2 separate regions of the Zea mays genome follow, and region 1 is linked to region 2. The links are chromatin contacts, called in public Hi-C maps. All regions are on one chromosome and are shown on one strand. The core of a region is the stretch at or near the end of the contact, and the rest is flanking DNA. Distances in the headings are between cores, read along the strand shown.

Evidence for each region. Hi-C and Micro-C count contacts between places; a contact is called where the count stands out from the background.
Region 1: a contact with region 2 is called in a Hi-C map of tassel, with 5 times the contacts expected there. The contact joins the promoter of LOC100381764 here to the promoter of LOC100280067 in region 2. A contact is called at or near these places in 15 of 25 Hi-C or Micro-C datasets (ear, endosperm, leaf and 5 more).

Annotation. Positions count from the first base shown.
Region 1 is chr7:84,603,338-84,606,791 of Zm-B73-REFERENCE-NAM-5.0, reverse strand. LOC100381764 reads right to left here and starts at 1,667. Exons shown (of 12, transcript NM_001361313.1): 1 at 828-1,667; 2 at 568-728. The coding sequence starts at 1,613.
Region 2 is chr7:84,473,147-84,476,136 of Zm-B73-REFERENCE-NAM-5.0, reverse strand. LOC100280067 reads left to right here and starts at 1,644. Exons shown (of 19, transcript NM_001361016.1): 1 at 1,644-1,790; 2 at 2,681-2,746; 3 at 2,891-2,955. The coding sequence starts at 1,708.

The DNA.
Region 1 (3,454 bases), core at 418-2,917, 130 kb before region 2:
TGTTTTTGGTGCAGGTTCAACTGTTGTGGAGAAAGGAAGAGGACAAGAGGCAAGGAATTATTGTTGTAAGACCAACCCATCTTTTAGATATATAATTGGATTTTTTACATTATATGCAAAAAAAACGCTTAATCACGGTTAATTGTGCTTAAGCACTTTTTTGAACCTTTCCTAATTGTGTATGATAAATTGGCAAGATCCTAACACTACACAAGATGTGTAGGCATGATTTTCATAAACTCATTTAGTCAAACCTATAATAGATTTACTCGCACTTTAATAAGAAAACAAGGCATCTCTACAGCAAGTTTATGTTCCCAAAGAAAACCACAGAAGGTCAAAAATTCAAAGTTAACTAAACAATAATCCTGTTGCAAATCTTTTGCCCTTCCAATCTCTATGTTTCCACCAGATTACTTTTCTCAAACAGTCATGCTTTCTGCTTGTACCTCACATGTGAACATGATTATGCTCTAAACTCAAGTTCTATTGCCTATAGGCTCTTAGAAACACTAGAAATGACCAACAGAACATGCACAATGCAAGAAAAGGAGTACGAGAACTCACCCATCTGAAGTCGACATAATAACTGGCAAGCACTTTTCATTGGCGCCAAGTGCAATCACCCTCCAAATGAAGCTATCATGGTACATCGCTGCAGGCACCATCGTCTCATCCTCACAAATTGCCTTCCTCAACACATCCACATTGTTCAGGATCAGCTTTGGCTGTACAAAAACGACAGCAGCATCAAGACAATAATGTCAAGTTACACTAACCCTGCCACAAAGCCACCACAAACCCAACTGAAATAACATCAGATCTACCTGGAAGAATTCCTCCTCTGCCGCACGTGACAGAACATCCAGCAACAGGCACGGCCAGTCAGTAGCCGAATTGGCCAATGAGCGCGAGAATCGCCCAGTTCTGTTCATCTCCCTAATTGCCTCCTTCCTCCACCCCTCCTGCATCCCAAGCACCTCCTTAGCCACTCGCAAGGCTGCCATTGCCTCCTGCATGTATGCCTTCTCCTCCATGGAGCAGCTAGTCGCCTCCCCCTCGCCAATGCAGAACGCGGTGTCGTCCCTGTGCACCGCGGCGAGCACGGCCCTCGACCAGAGCGCCGGAACGGAGGTCGACGAAGAGCGGCGGGCTGGCACAGAGGTGGCCGAGGAGCGTGTGGCCGGGGGGATCAAGAGGCGGGAGAGCGCGGTACTGACGCCGTGGTTGCGGGAGAGCGCGGCGAGCACGTCCTTAGAGCCCACAGCACCGCAGAGGACGGCGGCGCGGGCGAGGCCCTCAAGCGCGGACTCGAGGCGAAGGCGGAGGTCGTGCAGCGAGTGGGGAGACGCTGGGTCGGCGGGGAGAAGGGACCACGGGGCTGCGGCGGGAGAACTCGGCGAGGGGTGGAGGAAGTTGATGAATGCGACGGCGTGGGGCTGGTCGGACCACCGCGGGAGGAGACGGTGGAGGAGTAGCGTGGACTTGCCGACGCCGCGTGGCCCGTGGAAAAGGAGCGGCTGTGGCACGCGCGGGTGGAGCGCATAGTTGTGAAGTACGGTCTCCAGTAGAGGACGCGGTATCACGCGCCACGGCCGGCCGGCGGCGGCCATGGCGGCGCGGCGGGGACGGTAGGGTTCTGTGGGGTTTGGGGAGAGCAGACTAGTGAGGAGAGCAGAGCAGAGTGGTGGGAACGAGCGGGCGAGGAGAAGGCCACAAGGGACCGGATGGCATGGAATGGGAGCGTGTGGTTGTGGGCCGAATTGGGCCAACCATGAAGGACTAAATAAATGGGCTATTTGTTCCACGCTCCAGCAAGCCCTGCAATGCAACGCCGGCGAGCTGGCGGAGACGACGGACGCGTCGGACGGCGACGTGGGGGCTGATATGCAATCATGCGCGATGGCAATGGGTCCGATCCCCGTGGGGAATTCCTCCATTAGAGGATGTGAATAGAGAAAAAACTTTCTTCGCGATGATATAAACAGGAAAAATGTATCCTCCAATGGGTAAATAGGGATAGGGACGAGGAAGCAATCCCCATCTCCGATCTCCGCGGGGACCCGTTAAACTTGCATGTGACTATGATTTTGTGTACTAGTTAACGACAAAAATAAATAATTACCTTGTCAAGAGACCACTAATTGTACAAATGTGTTCATTTTGATGTATGCATAATGATTTCTTATATCTGACAATGTGTATAAGTGACAATGTTTAACATTAATAGCAAAGAACGTATGTCTTGATTATAATTTAAACAGGGATGGGGATTCCAGTTGGGGATTTATCCCCGCGGGAATGGGGATGGGGAAAAAATGTTACCCGCAAATGTTTGAGGGACCCCCGCGGGGAAGTTTTTTCATCGCGGAGACGGGGATGAGGAGCTATTCCCCGACGGATAATTCCCCGTTGCCATCCCTACATGTGCCGATCAGAAATTAACCATGATGGCGGTTTATTTAGGGATAATTACGCCTGGTGCTCTTATTTTAACATGTAACTGCAGAATTACTCATATTTTTTAGACTTTACATATTTGCTCCTGTTTTTCAAAACAAAACTATTGTATGTCCCTACTCCATTAGTTGTACTTAATAATGTTATGTCTTAATAAAATAGACAAGAAAAAATTGCGTCATTGCCTCTAATTTGAAATATAATTATAGTTTTACCCCCTATTTTTAGATTTTCATGGTTTTATGACAATCCAAATTATTTTTGCAATAATTCAAATTATTTTACAGTAATTTGAAATATTTTCATAATTTTAAAAATATTTTAGACAACAATTCAAATTATTTTCCAATAATTTGAACTCAAATTATTTTGTCAAAAATATTTTAAATTGTTGATCAAAATCTTTTTATCTTGGAGCTAATTTAAATTATTGTAAAATATTTTAAATTGTTGTCAAAATAATTTAAAATGTTGGAAATTAATTTGAATTGTCATAAAAACATGTGAAGTATAAAAATAGGACAAAACTACAATTACACTCTAAAATAGAGGTACTGGTCCAATATTTCTTGTCTTTTTATTAATAGTGTTAAGTATAACTAATGGAATAGGAGTATACAATAATTTGTTTTGAAAAAAAAAACAAAGGTAAATACGCAAAGTCTAAAAATCAAAGATAAATCTACGGTTATACTCTAAAATGGGACACTGCCACAATTGTCCCGTTTATTTAGGAGCAAGAGGAGCAACTCCAAAAGGACACTAAAGATGTGTTCCCAAAACGTTTTATTGGAGTTGTTAAAAATTCTTTAAAAAAGCTAAACCTACAACAGACTCCTAATAAAATGATCCCTAATCTCTACTATCTATTAAGACGATAGTGTAGATCAAGGCACAACCATGCCCTCGCCCCCTTACCCGACGCGCACACGCACGCCACCGTCCTCATCCGGGAGCCGCCCCGACGCCCCGCTCTCCCGTCTTCTTCGCCTCG
Region 2 (2,990 bases), core at 395-2,894:
GATTTTTTATATCGGAATCCTTCGGAGATGTTTAACATGACTATCGAGCAAAATTCTAAAACATCCTAACTTCAGAGTTGTAAACCTTATGGAGTATAATTTTTTTAAAATATCTTTTTGTTGCTTTAAAATTCTTAAAAGGAAACATAAATATGGACTCTGAAGGTATTTACCCGCCACTAGAAAACAAATTATACTCCGGAATATAGGTGCTCTACCAGTTCTAGAGCATAACTATGCCAAACATCCTCTTAAAACCCATAAGAATCTAGACAGGGCCCAAAACCAAAATAAACCTTAGATCTCGTTTAGATCCTTGGAATTGAATTCTATTCTAATAATTATAATTTAGATATAGATCAATTAAACTAATATAATTTTATACCAAATATATTTGTATACTACTATTAGCTATATAGGGAAGATATTTATGTACACCATTTCTAATATAGGAGAGCGATGTAAAGAGCGTGTTATAAATTGCAGAAAAGGAAAGAGTAGCGATACATAAAATCAATTTCTACCGCTCATTCTATGAATTTGGTATAGACTTAAATCTAAACTTTGGAAAGTGTTGAAATGTTAAATTCTAAACCAAATAACCTACTCTATTAAGTAAATTCCAATTCTATTAAAATGAAAGATCCAAACGACACCTTAGGACATTCTCGATGGGAGTTTCATACTCATTAAATACGGTGACACATCATCACATTTGGTGACATGACAATGCAATTAAGATGAGAGATATATAGATAGTTTCATAGTAGATCGTAGATTTTCACAGGGATGAAACTCTGTATACACGGTTACCTAGTTTAAGGCCCTGTTAATTTTCCCGCGCTAAAGTTTAGTATATGTGATATCGAATGTTTGGATGCTAGTCAGAAGTAACTAAATATAGTCTAATTACAAAACTAATTATACAGATGAGAACTAAACAATAAGACAAACCTATTGAACCTAATTATTGCATGATTCACTCATGCGATGCTACAATAAACTTTTGCTAGTTATGAATGAATTAGGCTTTAAAAATCGTTTCACCGTCAAGCGCATAGATCTATTTTCCTTACTAATGAGTCGTTACCCATAGATAGGCTGTAAAAACGACCCAAACCCCATTAGACCATGTTCAGTTGCAAGGAGATTGAGAGGGATTAAATCACTTTCTATTCACAACTGAATAGAGAAGTATTTAATCACCTCCAATCTCCCTTAATCCACCAATAACTGAATAAACCCTAAGTAGGTTGTTACCCCACGAGCCGTGAGAAACCATCGAAACCCAATATGATAAGAAGCCACACGCAGCGCAGTGCACCCATATAGTATTACCCCACTAGAATAGATGAAGAAGAACGAGCAACCAAACGAGTTATAAAAAATGAGGTTAGACTCCATTTCAACTCATACATTTTTAAATCTTTTGGCTGATTGTATATTATTGCGAGCATTATACTAATAATGCTTATCATAGATATTCAAACACCGATGTGACACGTGCTTGGCAGCATTGAGCATTGAAACTACAGAAACCAAATTTGCCGATCGACGACGTCAAAAGCTGGGCGCACTGCCGCAGCAGGCAGCGGCCCTGTGGGGGTTAAAGAAGGGTTTTTGGCATCTAGCCGTCCCTTTCTGCTGCGAACTTGCGTTGCGACCGTGCATTCCGTTCCTCTCCTCTCTCGGCTCTCGGCGAGCGAGATGCAGAGCCTAACCGTAGCAAGAGCGCTTCCTCCCGCCGTGGCCACAGCTCGGCGGCGGCCGCGCGCGTCCTCTTCTAGCAGGTAAGGACAGGCTCACCGGCCATCTCCCCCACATTTGCCGCCTCCAAACAGGTTATTTCGGTGAGTCTAGTAGGCCGTGCGTGGTTGGAGTGGCTCCCACTCTAGATTTCGCGATCGCATTGCAAGTTGGTGTAGTGGGTTTCAGCCGTCATGGTAGCGGCCTTGCTTCTGATCGCTTGGGGGACTTCGAACGCCAGAGGAGGCGAATGTATCAGGCGGCGAATACTAGTGAGAGAGTCGTGGCTGCAGTTGGTTTCGGCTTCCTCTTCCTTGGGGGTGGGGATGGGTTTTTTCATGCCTAATTTGGGGCTTCCAATGTTGAGAATCTGATGGATATGGTCTCCTGTTGTTGGTGCTGCTGAACTCAATCACGAGTTACTGCTCTTCCTGATTTGTTGGGATTAGTAAACTGGCTCTTGGGAGCGTCGTTGAGTTGCAGTTTCTGTGTACCTTCTATCCAACCACCCGTTGCTATACTAGTTCTCTTATGCATTTCATTGGCGTATCAGAAATTTGATGCCATTCGGTGCTATTCGAGTTGGCCTTGGTTGGCCCCTCAAGGGAAATACTAAATGGAAAATTCATGATGAATTTGATCTGCGTGACATTTAAATGGAAAGTTATGAACCATGAGCTATGTATTTAGAATTATCTGCTTCTACTGTTAGCCTCCCACAAAAATGGGGCGCATGGATGAACAAAACTTGCATCATACGTTGTTGGATTTGACAGTCTGCACTCTTCTGTTACTCTTTTTTCCTTGCAAGATTTACAGGAGTTTGCCCCATCTAATATTATATTCCTTAAAGGAAAACTGCATCATATCCGATTATAATCTGCCACCCTTTCAACCATTTTATGGATTATTTCAATGTTATGCTGATTTACAGGGAAGCGGTTTTACAATGTTGGAAGTACGAATTAAGTCAAGACCAATATCTGGGAGGATCCCTAAGGTAGTGTTTTGGGCTGAGGGTTCTGTTGTGCTTGTCCACTAATAAATTATTCATTGATCATGTCCTCCTTTACCATTTCTGCTTTGCATGGCCTTGCAAAAAAGACCTTAATATTCCTTTTTTCTCTATTGATTTATGGTTCAGGATAGGTTCGTCTCAAGGAAGTTTGGACATACATCGCTCAACAAATTTGCTCAGACCAGCTGCTGGTAGTTCTACCTTCCATCATCCAATGTTTGAATGT